Linked DNA regions of Ovis aries: region 2 is linked to region 1. A link is a contact called in public Hi-C data. All regions are on one chromosome and are shown on one strand. The core of a region is the stretch at or near the end of the contact, and the rest is flanking DNA. Distances in the headings are between cores, read along the strand shown. Region 1 holds the start of MAML3 (mastermind like transcriptional coactivator 3). Region 2 overlaps MAML3 (mastermind like transcriptional coactivator 3).

Region 1 (7,039 bases), core at 2,189-4,688:
CACACGGCAGGCCATAACTATATTTGTGGAATTACTGAAGTGATAGTTCTCGTGAGATGGTTGGGGGCAACCCAGTGTGGTTAGTAATTTGGGACTGCCTGGGCCCACTCTGTGGGCACATAAAAAGCTTGACTTTCCTGTAGGTAGGCAGCAGAGGATCCCTGCTTTACCCCGGTCACCAAGTAGTCTCTAGGGGACAATTATGAAGCTATTGATCTATGATCAATTATGACCTATTGATCTACATTAACAGGGATGCAGAAGTGGCCCATATACTGGAGTTTCTACACAAGGACCTCTTTCTTGACTCTGAGACACTGAACCCTATCAGATGGATGTGGGAGCATGATGCAGAGATGACCTAAAGAAAAGGGAACCTGGTTTAACACCTCAGAGCCAGCTTTGGCTCAGAGCCATAGCCTCAGGACAGCCTGGCACAGGTCCTTCTTCATGGAGCCCTTCTTCTCTTTGGCATCCCGGGAGATAGCATCAGCGTATCCAGATACACCATGTAATTTCTTTCTCGTCACTGCTACGACATCTCAGATTTCTTTGCCATTCTAGAGCAACAGCACTGATGATGTGTCCATAGCTCCCATCCAGAAGTCTGGCTTTGTAGCAGGCTCACATAATAGATAAAGCTGGTCACACCATCAGAGTGTGCACTAGTCCTTTAGGAAGGGACTAAAATCACTTCCCCAGAACTTGGACTTCTCTATGACTTCTGAGCAGATCTTCAGGATGGTGACCAGGAAGATACCATGCAAACCCAGGGGTAGCCGGTAAAGAAGGCTTTACTTCTTCTAAAGTCACTAGACCAGATGGACACCTCTAATTCAGGGTATGCCCAGGCTGCTGAAGACTCACATCTTGCTCACTTCCTGCTGCTTTCTTCTAATCGTCCTGCAGTTAGGATGGGGTTTCTGACCTCACGTGTGCCACAGGAGAGAACTTACTGCACACGTCAGTTTCCTTAAAGGCTCTCCCCACGTTGGCCATCACACAGTTTCACAGTCGTTTCCCCACACATTGGTCTTAGAGCTTCTGGCAGCCACTCCCACCACCTTGATGAGAAAAGAGATGGGTGCAGTATGTGTATGTGTGTATGCGTGTACATATACTCACGAACAGCCAGCCAGCCGTTTTTTTGTGTTGCAGTCCACTCATGCACTAAACTCAGGCAACAGGCTATACTGTGGTCGTGCAAGAGTAGCTCTACTGGCCTTTGAGGGCCTCTGGGATAAAGCCACAAAGCGTGCTGCTCCCCCACCAGCTGATGCCCCAAAGGGAAGGATGCAAATTCTTGTGTATTTTTTGGATTCCTTTCATCAGGAGAGGTGAACAACTTGATGGGAATGCATCTTGCTGCTATTGTTGGGATTTTTTTTGTCCAGAATGACAAACTCTTAATGAAAAGTTAAATTCCAAGGCATAGGAAAAAAAGCTAGAATTAGAATCCAAGTCTCCAGACAGAAGCCTCAATGCTTCTCAAACTCACTGCCTCTGTTAATCAAATTGTAGTCTTGTATGGGTGGGGTAGGAGCACAGAGTGAATGAATGCGGAGTCATAGCTTCCTCTCTGCAATGAAGCCATATGTTTCCTGAATTAATAGAGATATTATTTACTGCACATGTAAAATAGACAAAGGCCACTTCGTGATGTCATTTTCTTATAATTTCTTACAATTTTCTCTATGTTTTTAGAATTAGGACTGACTTTTTTGCTACAGAACTTAAGTTTAATTTCCTAACAGATGTGAAGGAGGGGTAGTTAGTTATGACACAGAAAATTTTATGTTAAATAACTAGCACTCTGAAAAAGTATGGCAACTTCAGTGAAAGCTACTCCTTTACATTGGTTTCACTACTTAGAGGTAACCTCACAACATGCTAATCAGTATTTTGCTGCCCATTTTACCTTATAATCCAAAGGATGGGAAAGATAAAGTTCACCATATAGATCTGATTAATTGAAAAATATCGGTTCTTATTGCTGACATTATGAGGTTAGAAATAGCATCCTATGCTAATCTGCAATGCCAAGAAATGAAGATGGTTTAAATCAGATCTCATGACTAATGTATGAGATCCAAAGTTCTTTTATTCCTGGCTATTTTAGAAAACTGGGGTGTATTTTTACCCAAAAAACTAGTTCTGTAAGATTTATTGAGATAATACAAAATACCTTATTACAAACAGCTCGCAATCAAGATTTTTTTCCTACTGATGATCACAGAAACTGTTCCTCAATTTTAAATTGTTTCAAAATTATGTATACATGCAACGGGTTAAGACCGGGTTACTTTCTGTGGGTGCTATTCCACTTTAATTGTACTTTATTGTAAGTTCATTTAAACAGAAAGAAATATATCTAGCAATAAAGTGTGCCTGTTATTTTTTCTTGTTTTTGTTTTATGACAAACTGTGAAATGCTGTGTTTTTCCTATAGTTTTAGTCCATGAAATCTGCACTCTTTCCACTTGATTTAGGAAGGACCCTTAATTACTGCTGTCATTAGCACCTAGTGTTCAAAACAGTCTGTTAAAATGTACTGTTAGTCTCACCTCTAAGTCCCTGCTTGCTTTATTTCATTTTTTTTCCCAAGGGTAAGTAAAACAATAACTGCCCTAATAACAACAATCATGTACAGCGAATCAAATAACATTTCAAGTTTTTTGTTGCCTATTTCTTTTTCTTCAGAATTCCGCTTTTGTGTGTTAAGATTGGCCTAGAGTTTGAAAAAGTGTCCATAAGTAGGGTTACTACTACCGAGGACTTACTACCTGGATTTTAAAAACAAGCCACTTATTTGCCTTTTTCTTTCCACATGGATATGGATGACAGACAACTGCTGCGAAGCTTTAATGTTTCTGCCTGGTCATGCACAGTTCTGCAATATATGCATAAATGTATATCAACAACTTGGGATCGCTTGATAACCTCGCTCGGAATAAGGAAATCCAGCCAGGCGCGTCCACGCGGCAGTCCGCGCGTGCACACACGCACACATACACCCAGGCGCGAGCACGCGCGCGCACACACACACACAGACACATACACACACAGGTCAAAAGTTGATTAATTCCCGAGATCCCCCAGAATCTTTTTCTCTTTTCTGCCAGCGCCGACTTCCCAGGCCGGGTGGCAGTGAGGCTGGGGGCGTGCGAGGGGCGGGGAGGAAGAGCAGAGGGAGGCGGGAGCTGGGTGCCGCGCGCCGGTGCGCGCCGCGCCCGCTCCTGCCGGGTGAGAGTCCGGGCCGGGTTTTGCGCCGTGTCCCCGGGCTTGTCTCACGGCCTCCAGCCGCCGCCGCTGCCGTGTTTACTGAGCTCGCGCGTCCTGATATCACTCCGCTGGCATGGAGGAGGAGGAGGAGGTGGAGGAGCGAGAGGAGGAGGAGGAGGCGGCGGCGGCGGCGGCGGCGGCGGCGAGCAGTTGATCATTGTGATGGTGGCAGGAGCAGCGGCGGCAGCGGCAGCCCAGCCGAGCGTTAGGGGCTGCTCTCCGCGCGGCGTTTTGCAAAGGACTTCACCGATCTACTTTTGCAGTCGCCTCGGACTGTCCATGTGTTTACTTCCCCCAGCCCGAGGATTCGATATCTAGGTTCCTGTGAAATGCAGCTGAGCAGCCAAAGTACTTTGAGAACACGGGGCGGCATAAACACCAAAACTTTTTTGTGGAAGGAAAATGCAATAAGCAAGCTTGCCGTTTTCCGATGCGGCGTGGAGTGAGTGTGTGTCGCGCGTGTCCGCACTGAAGCATATGCTTGTGTGTGTACATGGGTTGTGTTTTTCGGTACGTAGGGAGAAAATGCTTGCCAACCACCGGAAATCTCTTGGAATTTATTAGAAAATAATGGATTATGAAAAGAAGGCAGGCGCAGAGCGGATCTTCCCTTGAGTTGCAACCCGATTTGCTGCTGGCTCAGTTTGTTGTGATTCTTTTTGTTGATAGGTGTCTGATGGTATTCTGATAACACCCCCCCCTTTTTTCCCCTCGAGCTTTACAGTTTAAAAAAAGGAAACAAAAAAACCACCCCAAAATCTCTCCCCCCCCCCTTTTTTTTTTCGCCCGGTCGGGATCGCTGTTTCCATCCATGTGCTTGCGTCTCCCCCGCGTTCCACTTAAACTATTTTAATCCTTGGACCCAAGGAGGAGGCTGATAGGGGGTGGATAAAAAAAGTTCTTCCAAAATAGTGTGCCCGGGGAGCAGGATGGGGGATTTCGCAGCCCCCGCTGCTGCCGCGAATGGCAGTAGTATTTGCATCAACAGTAGCCTGAACAGCAGCCTCGGCGGGGCCGGGATCGGTGTGAATAATACTCCCAATAGTACTCCCGCTGCTCCGTGTAGCAATCACCCGGCTGCCGGCTGCGGCACCGGCGGCTCCGGGGGCCCGGGCGGCGGACCGGCGGCCGTCCCCAAGCACAGCACGGTGGTGGAGCGGCTCCGCCAGCGCATCGAGGGCTGCCGGCGGCACCACGTCAACTGCGAGAACAGGTACCAGCAGGCTCAGGTGGAGCAGCTGGAGCTGGAGCGCCGGGACACCGTGAACCTCTACCAGCGGACCTTGGAGCAGAGGGCCAAGAAATCTGGCGCCGGCGCCGGCAAGCAACAGCACCAGAGCAAACCCCAGCAAGATGCGGAGGCTGCCTCGGCGGAGCAGAGGAACCACACGCTGATCATGGTGAGGGCGCGCTGGCAGCGGGCACGGGGCGCGCGCATGAGAGGGGGGGCGCGTGGAGCTTCTTAACAAGGGGGCGCGGGGATCTGATTTGCACGGCGGGCGAGGTGGGCTGAAGCCGAAGGGTTAACGTCAACTTTTTTGAGCTAAAGCTGCCGTCGCCGCTACCTGTTAATCTGTCAGGGTTGTCAGATTTGGGGAAGACGGGGCGAGAGGAGGGGAAGCCAGTCACGACTGCAAGGGGAGGAGGGAGCCTAGAGGAGCGTCGGAGTAAGGCACTGGAAAAGTTTTACCCCCCTCTCCCTTTCTTAGATACCGATGTGAAAGAGTGTACCGAGTTGAAACCTCGCTCCTCCTCCTCACCGCTCCCTACCCCATCCCTCACCTCGCCGCCTGGGCTCCCCAGACCCGTCCCCCTTCGCCCACCCCGCTCAGCACATCCGCCGAGTGTAGGGAGGAATTGATGCTGTCGCAGATTCTGGGCGGGCACCAGGCTCTCGAACCCCGTGGGGAGGAGGAGGGATGGAGATGCTCTCGCCTCCTCTCCCCGGCTCACCCCCTTTGGGCTGAGAAAGTCTAAGAGTTTTGTGAATGAACTTTGAAGTGGGTGAGAAACAAGCGAGGGTGGATGCGCGCCCGCGCGCGCGTCGGTGAGGGCGCGCGCGGATGCGGGGCGCGGGTGCGCTCCCTCGCGGTTCGAGACCCGCAGCTGGCCCGGCAGGTGGAGCGGCCCCGAGGGTCGAGACAGGAGCGGCTCGCCGGGGCGGGAGGGGAGAAAGACTCCCTGGGCTTGCGCCGAGAGTCCCCGTCACGCAACTCCGCAAGGGGGAGTCTCTCCCCTCCTCCTCTTAAACTTGCTTGCACGGAGCTTTCTCCGCTTCTGTCTCCCGCCCCGTTCCCCACCAACTTTCCGGGCCTTTCTGATAAGCCTGGAGGAGTGGAAGGTAGTGGGGAGGTGAAAGAGGCTTAAATGGCTGGGTGGGTGGGTTCGAGGTAGGAGGAGCAGCCAATGGCTTAACTTCTCGGGAGGAAGGGGCAGTTCCCACCCCCTAACCCTGAGGGTGGAATCCTTTCTCCCATCTCCACTCTCCGGTTCTTTGGCTTTCCTTTCGGGGTTGGGGCGGGGGGGGGGGGGGAGGGGGGTTGGGAGCCGGAAGTTTAGGAAAGGTGTCTGCAGCCCCCTCCCCCGCCGCGCCGCCCTGGTTTGGGTTGCGCGCGTGTGCGGGGTGGGGCGGGCGGTGGGAACCCAGGAGCGCAGCGGCGCCGCGCGCCTTCGCCCGTTTACCCCGCAGACCGCACCTCGATCGGCGGCGCGGGAGGCCCTGTCGGTGTGCGGCGTATCAATAGCGCACGTCCCCGGTCTGGGGGTCGTAGGCGCCCGGGGTGGTGCGGGTGCTGGCGCGGGCTTTCGCCGGGCGTTCCGTGACAAAGAGCCGGCTGGGGGGAGGGGAAGAGGAGAGAGGCCACTGCGCTCACTCCCCACCTCCCCCCACCCCGCACGTGAAGAGGAACAATTTGTTTATCTTGGGCTTCAAGAATCCTTCCCTCCTCCGGGTTCTCCGAGGCCGCCCAGCCCCTCCTCCCTCCTCTCCCTGCTCGGCGCGATCCTGCCCAGTCCCGCCGGCAGCACCTTCCCTCCTCCTTTTCCTTGCCCCCCACCCCTTCTTTTCCTCCTCCCACCTTCCTCGAGCCCGCCTTCCCCCTCCCTTCTGGAACGCGGCCGTGGGGGAGGGAGCGGGAGGCGCTTTGTCCGCTTCGCGGCTGGGCTCGGCTCTGGAGGCAGCCCGGCTGGGAGGGGCTCTGCGCCTGGCGGCCCTGCCCCTCCCCTGGGGACCCGCGCTCCCCCCGCGCCCGTGCGCGAAGAGGCGGACACGGTGGGGAGGAAGAACGACGGTCACAGAGTCAGGGAGGGAGGTTCTCGCTTTACAAACAGGAAGCCGAAAACCACTGACACCCTAGCTTTTCTGATTGTACCCGGAGGCGGGGCGGGCCTGCATCTCGACTATATCTCGCGTGCCCTGGTGGTACCCATTTCTCTCCCGGTCCGCGCCGTCTGCCACTCCCCGCCCCCTTTAGCGCCCTTCCACGGACGAAGAGACTCACTTTTGTACCTAAGACTCAAGTAGCATTTGAAAGGCACTGGGAATATCACCCTTGCCTGCTACACGCCCTCTTTTCCTGTTTCTTTTCTAAGCCCCACGCGCTCGGATTGCGTAGAAATGGGCTTCTTTTGGGAGCCTCCAAAATCTTAGTCCCAACAGCCTCTCTGCCGACCTTTCGGGATTGGATGATTGGAGGACTACCGCGCCAGCTGGGCAACGCGGGAACAAAAGCCGGTGCCTGGTCGCTTTTGATCGCAA
Region 2 (7,039 bases), core at 3,167-5,666, 110 kb after region 1:
GAAAACAAGAGAGACACATAGAAGTTCAGACAAAGGAAGAGATACAGAGGATAATAATGGAAATTAAGTTAAATAAGAAGGTTATGGAGGAACTTGAAAGCTCTAAAAAGCTCTTGAAAGCTCTAAAGGAGTCTAGTTCTAATTAATCACATCTTCCATGACTTTTTCAAATCATAAAAGCAATAACACGCCTGTAATGAAAAGGAAAATAATACAGAATGTCTTAATTAAAACATGGTGGTTGTGGGGCAGGGGGAAGGACTTATCTTTCTACTCTCCTGCCCTTTCCCTCAACCTAGCCACAGTTTTCACTGCTTGGTGTATATTCCAGGACTTGCAAACCACGGCCCAGGAGCTAAAATGGCCCCACCATGTGTTTTGGTGTGGCACATAGGCTAAGAATTATTTTTACGTATTTTAAGAGGTTGAAAAGAATTCAAAAGAAGAATGATATTTTATGAGAGGTGGAAACTGAAATTCAAATGTTAGTGCCCACAAATAAAGTGCTGAATTTTGTCAATAAGAAGTTTCTGGAAAATTTTCTCTCTCATTGTATAAGTTTCTACAAAAGAGCCTTGCTCTTTCTTTTTGGTCCCCCAAACCTAGACTGTTTACTAAATGCTCTTTTGCTGGGTCCTGGTCTATACTTTCAAAAAAGTTTATAAATGTAGTTTATGGTGTTCTGTTTTGTTTATAAAAGTAGGCTCGCAGGAGCCATTTATGGAAAATCTTGCATATGAAACAAGTAAATAAATAAGAAACACTGTTGGTGGTGAGGGCCAAGGGCAGACAGGGTCTCGAAGCTACACAGCCAAGAGGAGAACCCAAGGATCTGGGAGTGGGGTCCCTTCAGTGATACAGGGGGAAAGTAATGTGCTCCCAGCCTGGACTACCTGAATTCAGTCGGGGATGGAAGCCAGATGGAGCCAGAACAGTCCAGGGGGGCAGGTCAACTGAAGGAAGCAAGGTGGGGAGCAGTCAGAGGTGCCCCCACCTCTAGGCTGGTGCTATGGAACATGTGAAGGGTGTTGAAGAGGACTTTTTGCAAAGCTGAGGGTCAGACTTGCTGACTTTGGGGCACTCCATCCAACCCTAAAAACCAGGAGCACTAGTGGTTGGTGCCGACAGTTCATGTTGCTGTCTGAAGCATGTGTTATCCCTCACATTTGGGATCCCTCACAATGGATGGGGCATTTCCATCTTGCACAATTGACGTGGTAAGATACAACTTTCACATTTTGAGTGAGGGGTGTTCTAATTGCCTCTGTATAGCTAGCTGTATACAACTCACAGGTGATGTCCATTAAGCTGATCCTGGATATTTGGGTGCATGTTAAAACATCGCCTGGAAAAGAATTGGGACAAATTGATCATCAGTTTCTTCTCTATGATGGGGAAATAGTTGTAGGTTTAAAGATATTTTGGGGGAAGGAGCCTCTCATTTTAAGAAAAAGTGTGAGATTTTTAAGGGACGCTTGTAGATGTCACTTCTAGCACCCTTACCCCACTGACCAGATTTCTGCACACAGGGTAGGGTGATTCATGGCAGAGCTGTAGGGAGAGCTTTAGTGCACATGCTCAACACAGGTGTGTTCTGTCAGTGTGAACTTCTGGGGAAAGAGGGAAAGTCTTCCTGTTGTGCGATAATGAGCGTAGTAGCCCGATGCCCCATAGCAGCTCCACCTTGTGGATTGTGTCTTAGTGGTGAGTCCCTACAACTACTTCTCAGAGTATCATCAGCTAATACTCATTTCTGTGTAAAAATGCTAGACGGGTAGGTAGAAGTGGGTATATTTAGCCTTTCATTTGATGTAAGTTTGAACCATTTCTGTTTATTTTTTATTTTTTGATGGGTTTTGCTCATGCCTCCCAATACTAATTTTTTCCCTTAACCCATTTGGTGAAAACACCAGATAAAGGGATCACAAAGTAAGAGGAATGTCAGCAGAATGACATTTCAACTCTGGATTGTCATAGAAATTAACACACAAGGATGAGGCATCCATAAATATATGAGGGAGACCTCACTGTTACTCAGAGAATTGCTTGGCTCTAGCGGCCCAATTGCGAAGCCCTGGACTTGAAATTAGGAAGCCTGGTTCTCATTTCCTCATGTCCACAGGCTTGCTCTGTGACCTTGTGTAAGTTGGGAGACTCCACTGTTTCCCAGTTCTGGAATAAGAATATCACAATTGAACATTCCAAGTGGGTAGTTTGGGAATAAAGAGCAGAATATTTGCGAAACACTTTTGAGCATCCTTAAAGATGAGAAGTGTTTGACTTTTCAGCATTACTAGTGTTCTGTTCAATGTGTGAAGACTTGGTGAAGACTCACTAGATATTTTTTGCCTAAAATGAATCAAGCTATACCTCCTGACCCATTGCTTTTATAATCATCCTGGCACCTTTAATATGGTTTTTAACTTAGTGCCTATTTGGGTAGAAATCATGGATTTTGTTAGTGACATTGTTTCTTGGCCTTACTGTAGAAAAGAATAATAACATAGATATTTTCATCATTAACATAGCATTTTTGCTATGCTTTCAGAAAAGTATAACTTTCATTAATTGTATGGACTTTTTTTTCCCAATGAAAGGGAATTTCTGGGATCTGACTGAACACATAGAGTAGAAGAAATGTGGGTTGGTAAAATGCTTTTCTGTACCAGGTGGCTCAGTGGTAAAGAATCTGCCTGCAATGTAGGAGACACAGGAGATGCAGGTTTGATCCCTAGGTCAGGAAGATCCTTTGGAGAAGGAATGGCAAGCCAGTCCAGTGTTCTGGCCTGGGAAATCCCATGGATAGAGAAGCTTGGTGGGCTGCAGTCCATGGGGTCACGAAGAGCCAGACACAACTTAACAACCAGGCCACACACACACAGCACACTAGTCCTTCACCGTCAGGTTTTTCCCCCGTAGCGTAAAATCCCATGGATACTGGATAAAAGTTTCATTTTCCCCAGGATAATGTAGTCAAGTGTCAAAGAGGATTCTTAATAAAAGCGATTTCACCTTAGCAGTGATTCTGAATGAGTTGTGGGCTCTTAATCAAACTGCTTTCTCTCCCTCCTGTGTAGAATCACTGCTAAGTGGAGTCAGTTTATACCTGGGAGCTTTTGTAACCCAGGGCTGAGGATCCCTAGACCCTGAGGAGTCCCGAGTTACAGATGCTGAGGTCAGCCCAAGAAGGAGAAGCTGAAAATGTCCTCATTCAGCTACTAGGAGAGAGAAACGTGTTCAGAGGAGCCCGCCCAGTGGAGCAGAATTTGAGAACCTGGTCGGTGATAGGAGATTGTACAGCTGCACCCCGAGCAGTAGGTGTCACTCTAGTCAGTGGCTTTTACTGCTCAGAGCTGAAGGGGTTAATTGGGTCTGGTTTATTTGGGTGGATAGAGGTCCATCTGTGTCCTCTGGGCTGCTTGTCCTTGTCTCTAGGGGCCTGGGTTGACACCAGTGAAAGGCTCCAGTCCATGCTGAAAGGCACCATTTTTCTCTAAGAAGGGACGAAAGACACTCTCCCATCTGTAGTTTCGAGGCTGTTTGATGTGATGGGGTGGGTTGAGTTTACATGGGTAAGGAGGTGAGATAATCCTTCTAAAGTCTGGTGGGGGACCTGGGATGGAGGGGAAGGGAAAATTCTATTAAGAGAAATGAAAGAAGGGACAGCGGAATACATTTCCTTGTTGTTATTGGCCCTGGGCCCTGTTATATCCAGGCAGTGTGAGCTTTCAGAACTTCTATCGGCATCCTTCTCAGAAATTTCCCTTTACCACAAAGGAAGCAAGGCAAAAAAAAAACAAAAAACCAAAACCACCTCTCTCTAGCAGAGATGTACTTCTCTTTTGCCACTTACCACTCCAGAAAGTTAATTCTCAAATGCTAAAATGGAATTTAGGATTTAGAAAGAGCTACTGTTGACTAATTAAAAAAAAATTCCTGGGATTACATAGCCAATTGCTTTTTCAAGTACACCCAATTTTCCTTTTCCTTTTCTAGTAGCACCCTGGTGTGAAAACAAAATAAAACCGAGGAAACCCACTGGACAGTTTTAGGTTCCTCTTATCTCCTTTTTTTTGCCTAGAGAACCCCATCTATCTCCCCACCCACCACCCAGGCAGCACAGTGTCATTTGTCCTTTTAAAAAAATACATGAAGGCTTTCTGTATATGATTTATATCCAGATACTCATTAAAAATAACTCCTGTCCAGTCTCCGCTCTCCCCGCCCCGTGCCTGCCGGTTGGTTGTAGTTAACACCCTGATTAAGCCTTGCTCCTAATGGTGCAATATGTTAAGCTCAGACTGCTCTCTTTCTCTCCACCCCCTCCCCCCTTTTCTGTCTCCCTCTGAGCTAGTGGCTTGTTTTAAACCATCCGCACGCTCGCAGGAGCCAGGTGGCGTTGCTTCCTGCCTCCCCTGCTCGCTGTTGCTAAGTGAGAGGCACCAGATCACACGTAAAGCTGAACCAATAGCATCCTGACCCCCATAGGCTGGTAAAAGCCGAAGAAAAGAGACTCCCACCGTGTTGTCGGTGGCCGGCGGGTCCTCCTCCCCCTCCCACTCCCCTCCCACCTTTTCTTTTCCAACAGGAAGGGGAGGCGGTGAGGGAGACGAGCCGGCAGGAGGAAGAGGGAAGAAAGAGGATGGGGGAGGTGAAGCCTCCTATGCCTCGCTGTACTTGAGATAAATGCCATTTTTTCTTTGTGAAGAAAAGGAACGGGCGCTTCTCTTGAGCAATCACAGACGGGCAGTTATGCGGCTTTCTGCCCCCAAACTGCCTGTGTTGTCAAAGCTCAAACTCTGAATAAGACGTCCGTTCCTCCTCTGTCTCTCCCCCTCTCTTCATCACGGTGAATCTTTTAATCCCGACAGTTTTGCAGATCTCTGTTCATTCTTCCTCTTCACCTCTCCATTTCCTTTCTGTCTCCCAGGATTCTCCCAGTCCAGAATGCCTTTCCCTCAATGTACAAGTGAGCAGAGGATATTTTATCAGATCGTCCTAGGGAACAAGCAAGAGAGGAGGAATATTTATAAAGGCAATTAAAAACAAAATCCGCACCCCCCCCCCTTTAGAATGTCATCGTCTTTGGCAGGGTCTGTACAAGCACAAAGTGAAATGAAAGGCTGCTCTTAACTGGATAACTGCCAGTGGAGACACCCAGAGGTATAGTTGCCAGTATAGAGAGGAAATGACCTTTCTCCTATAATTACCTAGATATTTTGGGTAGCGTCAGACCCAAGTTACCTGGGTAATTATGGCTTTGTAGATCTGACCTCAGAACAAAACAGATTCCAGTGAAGTTCTCGTAGAAATTTTTGCTCTCTTTGGTGATAAGAATGGCATAGGCATCCATTGCTTTTGCAACCAGGTGAAGTCCAGATATAGGGGGGACTTCCTTTGGTTCTTTTGTCTGATAGGTTCTAATTTCTCCCGACCTTTTGGAGGTGGCTTATTATTTGGGCGCTCATGTGCCTTTGGAAAAAATAACCTGTGTTTATTTCTCAGTAAAGAAGAGTGTTGTGGTTTCCTGTAAGCTATTCTTGGATCTGCTTGTGTTTTGGGGGGATATCAAAAGGACGATACTCGCGGTTAAAACTGCCCATTTCCCTCAAGAAATGGTCCTTCCATACTTGAAATACTTTCTGGGCCAGAAATCCAGTCTCCTTATTCAGTATCATACAGAAAAGTGATCATTATCCTCCCACTCCACCTGCTTTTTCCAGCCCTTCTACTAATTTTTGTCTTTGTGTCTTTTTTTTCCTTTGAAACAATGCTAAAATGGTTTCATAAAGGGCAGCATGGGAGATCAGATTAACTGAAAGGGAATTATCAGTGAAAACCTTCACCAATGCCGAGTAACTGCAATGTTTTTTTTCTTTTTAAGAGTTTACCTTTTTCTTATCATCATGTTGTAAAAAACAGTCTATACATTCCCACATATCCTTTTTAAAGCTACAATTCCTAGATAATCTGCAGACAACATTTCACTCATTTTCAGTCTCCTCCAGGCTTACCTAGTAGCGCAGAAGGTAAAGCATCTGCCTGCAATGCAGAAGACCTGGGTTTGATACTGCGTCGGGAAGATCCCCTGGAGAAAGAAATGGTAACCCACTCCAGTATTCTTACCTGGAGAGTTCCATGGTGGGCTACAGCCCATGGGGTCGCAAAGAGTTGGACACGACTGAGCGACTAACACACACACCAGGTTAAATTAGAACTATTTACAGGTAGCCCAATGCTCAGATCCGAGTGAAACCTTCGTCTTTGTGCCCAGTTTTGGAAGGGAGACACAGTGACAAAATAAAGCTTCAAAAGTGGCCAGAGGTGTTAAAAGAGGGTGGGGGAACAGGCCAGCCTGTCCTGTAGAACTGCCTTGCCCCTCATTTGGTCAGTGAGTTAGTATTGTTAGCTGCTATTCAGTTACTGCTTGCCTGTTTTATGTTCAGTCCTGTGCTGAGAGTTTTGAGCTGGAAACACAGCGCCCTCCAGGTCCATCTTAGAGCCTCCCGCTCTGGGTTGCAGCCCCCTTGCTTTACCACCTTCATTGTTTAGACGCAGGCGGCATGCTTCAGCCATGTCAACCTGCCAGGGACCAGGGCTTCCGCTTCCTGCCTCCCTCCTCTTTGATCCTGCTCTTCACATCCCGGGGTCCCGCCCACCTCCTGCCCGGAATTCCCTGTCTGAGCCCTTGGAGCACAAATCCGTGTCAGCCGCTCAGTGGTCTCTCCCCAAATCTGCACTTACCTAATGAACTTTCTAGACCTTAGTTGTGACTTCTCTCCGCCCTGGATAACTTTCTGAATATGTCCTCTGTTTTCTCGCCCCTGTGCCTCTGCTTATGCTAGGCTTTCCTTCTGCCTGGCTTCTCTGCCTCCAGTCTCTCCCTGTGGAAATCCGGGCTCCAAAGCTCATCTCAAATACGGTGTCCTCAGTGAACGTTTTCTCTCTGTGTCTCCCACTCAGACTGTGTCTTCCAGTCCTCTGAACATCACAGCCTCTTTCTTTAGAAGCTCTCCACAATCTGCTTTGAGTTGTCCTT

Evidence for each region. Hi-C and Micro-C count contacts between places; a contact is called where the count stands out from the background.
Region 2: a contact with region 1 is called in a Hi-C map of hypothalamus, with 4 times the contacts expected there. The contact joins the enhancer-like site here to the promoter of MAML3 in region 1. A contact is called at or near these places in 4 of 16 Hi-C or Micro-C datasets (blood and hypothalamus).

What each region holds. Positions count from the first base shown.
Region 1 is chr17:17,632,986-17,640,024 of ARS-UI_Ramb_v3.0, forward strand. It overlaps MAML3 (mastermind like transcriptional coactivator 3), which reads left to right and starts at 3,439. Exons shown (of 5, transcript XM_042234330.2): 1 at 3,439-4,682. The coding sequence starts at 4,212.
Region 2 is chr17:17,737,400-17,744,438 of ARS-UI_Ramb_v3.0, forward strand. All of the region lies in intron 1 of MAML3 (mastermind like transcriptional coactivator 3), which reads left to right. Among named protein-coding and RNA genes, the nearest start is that of TRNAC-GCA, 44 kb to the right of the region's middle. Within about 2 kb of position 4,417, at least 31 of the 54 cell types and tissues checked have an H3K27ac peak or open chromatin away from gene starts, as enhancers often do. A contact at or near this core is called in hypothalamus, where this site is marked.